Regions from separate parts of the Gossypium arboreum genome. Here region 1 is linked to region 2. Evidence: chromatin contacts called from public Hi-C data. All regions are on one chromosome and are shown on one strand. Each heading gives the region's core, a stretch centred on a gene start, on an enhancer-like site or on the middle of the called end of the contact. The rest is flanking DNA. Distances are from core to core; before and after follow the strand shown.

Region 1 (2,757 bases), core at 258-2,757, 250 kb after region 2:
GAGCAAAACTAGTAGAGCCTCATCAATAACACAACTAACAGATAACTAAGATACACCATGGCCATCAATATCAAATGATCCAAAGGGACCAGTGGGTTTATTTCATTCTAATTACTAAAACGTATCTGATAAACTTTGCATCACAAGGGAGGGATAGAAACAAGACTAACCGTGGCATTGGTGCAGCTAAAGCTGCATAAACGACCCTGAGCTCCTCTATAGAACCTAAAGAAAGGCAACACATGTACATTAAGGCTATAACACATGGATTTATGCTCCTCATAGTTCACCTTAAGGAACTGCACATCCGGATTCATCTCTGCCAATTGGCAAATCTGGCAAATCACAACATCCAAATCCACCATTAACACAACTATGCAAAAGAAAATAGATTAAAAAAAAAAACTTCAAAAGTCTATATTATTATACCTTGGGATGAAGAGCCTTGCAGCCACCACAACCAGGAGAGAAAAAATCCACTATAACAAGTTTATCCCCAGCATTCAAAAGTGAGTCCACCAGGTCTTGTGCAGATGTCACTTCTTTCATATTTGGTTGATTCCCCTTCTCCCACCACTTTTGGGTTTTACCAATAAGCCCAGTTTGCATCTAATTTCGTTGAACAATACCACAAAATAAAAGAGACAAACCAATTAGAATGTTTCGTTTTGATCCTCTACAACAGATCAAAGTACCGGGAAAAAGGAGTGTTAAACATAAAAAATCATACTAATTAACCCTTCCAAAAAAGGAAAAATCTATTTGGGAATAGAAGTAAAATTTCTATATAAAGATTTGACCTTTGACATGTGAAAGCTAAACTAAGAACTACCTATAGCTAAAATAACAGAGAAATTCAAAATAAGAAAGTTCATAAAATAAATCAGAAAATACCCACACCTTTGGACCCAAAAAAGAGTTCTAAAATTAAAGTTAATTAAACCAACCTGTGCTTTAATGGGAACTCGACAGAACCTTCTCTCATTTAGACTTCTTTTCTCTAAAACAACCACTCTTTGACCATTAAAACCACTCCTCAAAGCTTGAGGTTCCAACTTCAAAGAAGGAAAACTATTCTTTCTCAAACAAAACGCAGAGATTCTCCTAGAAAACAAAGGAACGCCACCTTCTTGATTCTTCTTCTGACTACAGTTACAAGCTGTAAACAGATTTGACTTCCCCAAAACTTCAGCCATGCTTAATATTTCTATATTTTTTTTTCTAACAACAGGAACAGAAATTCAGATTCAAAATTGAAACTCTAAGCTTTATTCCCGAACGGAAATTAAAATACCGAATATGAAAATGAAGCGTTTTTAAGCAAAAGTTGCTTCTTTTATCTTTCTCTTTCTTTGTTGAGTAGCATTGCCGGTTCTGTTGGTTATTTTAAGGTCTAAGGATGGACTTTAACCGTTGATCTGGTTTGTCTTGATGTGAATCTAGCGCTTGATGATATGTTGTGACTGGAAAATTTTCATGTCAAAACGTATTGGATAAGGCTCTTTGTCTTGCTTTTTTTTTCTTTTAATATTGGTCGGTTTTTATGGTGGTAAGGAGATGCACGTGATAAGTGAATTTTGTGACACGTGGAATCAGACTTTAGATATTACAAAAGTAAAGGGCAGTTTCGGATATACAATGGATAAAAGGTAGGTTCTTTGACACGTCATTCATTACTTTAGTGGGCCAGCTTAAAATTTTTTGATAAATTCCATCAAATGTCACTAAATTATTAATAAGTTTATGGTTTGGTCGTTTAATTTTAAAAAGTTACAAAATGATCACTGAATTATTTGAAAATTTTCATTTAAGCAACTTAACTATTTAAACATTTTTATTCAAATTACCGGGCTGTTAACTTTTTTTTTAAAGCTCAGCTAGCGCGCTGTAAGCTACAATTCGAGAATCGATATAGTAGATCAATACCATTGACGAGTAGAAGAAGATATTTTAGACCTAAATCAATCTAATAGTCAGTGTTAGACATCAAAGAATAAAGTGGTTTAGATTTTGGTTCACATACTTGTGATATTCAAAACTATTTCATGGAAATAACTAAACTATAGAAGAAAAAGGGAATGAAAGCTTTTGACTAGTGCAAGCGATATAACAGAAAAAGCCATACAACAATGATTTTAATAGCTTAGTGACTTAAATAAAAAATTTTGAATAGTTCAATAACCATTTTGTAACTTTTTGTAGTAGAGTAACCAAAATGTAAACTAATTAATAGTTTAGTGACCTTGAGTGAATTTACCCTTTTTTTTTTTTACTTATTTCCCTTTTCAACTTTTTTTTATTCTCTTTTGAGTTAATTGCATCATATATCCCAAAATTATAACCTTCATTCTAAATTGGTCCTAAAACTTTAGAATATTCTAATTACATCCCTCAAACTATTGAGATTATATCAATAAAGTCCTTCTATTACTAAAACCAATAGTTTAACCAATAAATGAGATGTCAAATCTTGTATGGCATAGTTTAAATAAATTTTAAAAAAATAGATGTTATAAACATCTTGGTTTTAAGTTTTCCTAAGCTTTTACAAAAGTTTTCTTACTTACTTTTTATTTTCAGTTTTATTTTGTTTTTAATTTTTACTGTGCAATAATATTTTACTTTCTTTAATTTTTATTTTAAATCATATCACATAAGATTTTGACATGTCATTCCACGTTTAAATTAATGGCTTTAATAATTGAAGGACTTAACGATATAATATCAATAGTTTAAGGATATTATTGGAATATTATA
Region 2 (2,740 bases), core at 46-2,545:
GTGTCATTATTGGCAACAAAACCAGAAAGAATTTCTGAAGAAGTATCTCAAAAGTGTAAAGATTGCAAATAAACATGAAGTAGTATAATTATGTGCAACACTTTCAAACCTAAGATTATGTTCCCAACAGTATGCAAATCTAACTGCATAATCAATCATTGGTCAAAAAAAAAAATTCTCAACTTCAAACTCCTAAAACATCATAGAAGGAAATGATAATCTTGTCCCTCCAACTTCAAATACGTCAATGGTCCCCAAAAAATGATACGTGCAAAACTGAAAAAAATAAAAGATCGAACTTCCCATCAAAAATAGCAATTACCCAGAAAAGAAAATTACTCTAAAATATCAAAAAGGGAGAAATACCCAAACTAAAAAAAATTAGGAAAGTTCATCATCTTATCTCTAAATCAGCTAATAACAGAAACCATAATCCAAAAAGAAATTTTTGAAAATTAAAAAAGAAAAGAAAAAGGAAAACCCATGAATCAAAATGAAGAGAGAAAAAGAGGGTACCTTGAGAAAGAGCCCAATCTGAACTGGATTATGAAGAAATCTGGGGATTTTACGTCAAGGAAAAACAAAAGAAACCCTAAGCTGTTTTGAGCAGTATTGTGTAGAATAAAATGGGGAAAAAGGAAATGAGACAAAGAGAAAGTGAATGAAGAAAAAGGTAAAGAGAGGGAGGCTAATGAGAAGTGAAAGCGATGGGGGCATCACATTATTGTTACTACAACAACGTTAGATTACGATCATGTCGAAAATGAAAATTTGTAAGGATTTGCAGTCACATTTATTTTTGGGGTTTATTTTTGAATTACTACTTTTAGGAGATGTAAGAAAAAAAAAAAGAGTGAATCATTGTACCTTACAATGATGTCACACCAGACAAAAGTCTCCTGTTCCTGTTCCAAAGTCATAGCTTTGCCATAAATTCTAAAATTAGGAAGTTTAATTAAAAAAGATTAAAATGAAAAAAAAACATATTTTCTTTTTTATCTTATTCTTCTTCTTTATTTTTATGAAAAATAATTAAAAAAATAAAATAAAAATATGAACATGTAAATTGTTTTGCTGGTTTGATTTATAAGGAAGAATGAAATTAAAATTAGATTCCATGAAATAGGGGCTCACTTATAGGGTATGCATAATCATTCAGCACATTTAACCCCATATCATTTCTGAACATTTCCCATCACAACCTTACCTTAGTAGTCATCCACTAAAATCCCACTTTTCGGCACTGCCCCAAGCATGTAATCATCTTTCTTTTTCTTTTCCTATTGGAAAAAAACAATATATTTTCTACCTAAATGGATTCTTTGTTTTACACCCACCAATTGTCTAGAGCTTTCCATGGTAGCCCGCCCAACTCGATAACCCCAGTTCAATTTGGGTTGGGTTTAAATAAATATTTTTATATTTCGGGTGGATCAATTCAATTTAATTAAAATATATAAAATAGATTATTTTTAATATTTTAGTAAAATAGATTTTTTGAGTGAACCAAACCAAAAATAAACTTAGATTTGAAAAAATTTTGGAACCGGGACTCTACTTGGCCCCGCTCATTGATATCTCTATAGTAGTCATACAAAAATTTTTTTTCAAGGGAAAAAGTACAGTGTGGTTTTAATGTGTTGATTTCTTCTCATGACTTTGCTTTTGGCTTTTAGGTAAGCTACTATGATAATCGCCCGAGTTTTAATAAGTTTTTATTTTGTTCATTGAATATTTATTGTTAATTTAATAACTCTCATTAGATCAATTGTAATTTTAGTCACTCCATTGTTAAAATGTCTTTGGTCACTAGACGAAATATTGACATGGCCGAGTATAATTATAAATTTAACCTCTTAATATTTTACACATTCTATCAATTTAGTCCTAATTCTAAAAAAATTAATGTTCACACATTATGCCAATTTGATCCTAATTTTAAAAATACATAAAAATTTTAAAAATAAAATAAAAATATTAAAAATACATTAAAAACTTCAAAATTAAAATTTTCCAAAAAATTCTTTGGGATGATAATAGTAAATCTTTTTATCTATTTTTTAAGGATGAAATCATGAAAACTTTTGGCTGGTCAGAGTCAATTTGTTTTCTACTTTTATGTAAAGAATGTTCATGCATATTACTATAAGCATGTCATATAGCTTAAGGAAAAAATGTTGCATGTACTTCTTATGACATATTAAACATTTATGATTGAAACTAGAAATAAAAATCTTGCATATTTTTTAAAAGATTGAGTGGGAGAAGGTCCCTAAATAAGATCTATGGTTTCCATCAATGGTCTCTTGTGATGACATGATAATTTGCCGACCTTGAGGTAGGTATTATTATGTGGATTTCACTTAGGAGATTTCCTTTAACTGGACAACTAATCATACATGTTATTTGTTGAGATTGTCCCCCGACAATTCATTCATAGTACATGTTATGATAGATGTTGAGTTTATAGTTATACACTCAAGATCATTCTAGTTAAGTAACTTCTCACGAAACTTTGCATAAGTTAAAATAATGGCCAAACATGAAGCATTTATTAATACGTGTGAATACATAAGGGAGTAGGTTTTCGTATTAATTGGATGGAAATACATGTTCTTACTAGTTGGTTTAAGATTACCCCAAGGTAATTTAATTAATGGGAGGAGGAAATATCATTACAATGACTTACAAATATTTTTAAGGTTTAATGTAAGATGCATATATATCTTAATGCATATCA

Evidence for each region. A called contact is a pair of places that touch in the nucleus more often than the background predicts.
Region 1: a Hi-C map of leaf shows a contact between it and region 2, with 3 times the contacts expected there. The contact joins the promoter of LOC108470717 here to the promoter of LOC108474004 in region 2. A contact is called at or near these places in 3 of 5 Hi-C or Micro-C datasets (all in leaf).

Annotation. Positions count from the first base shown.
Region 1 is chr11:109,391,854-109,394,610 of ASM2569848v2, forward strand. It overlaps LOC108470717 (thioredoxin-like 1-1, chloroplastic), which reads right to left and starts at 1,508. Exons shown (of 4, transcript XM_017772152.2): 1 at 948-1,508; 2 at 430-609; 3 at 171-335. The coding sequence starts at 1,196.
Region 2 is chr11:109,137,763-109,140,502 of ASM2569848v2, forward strand. LOC108474004 reads right to left here and starts at 1,296. Exons shown (of 4, transcript XM_017775858.2): 1 at 517-1,296.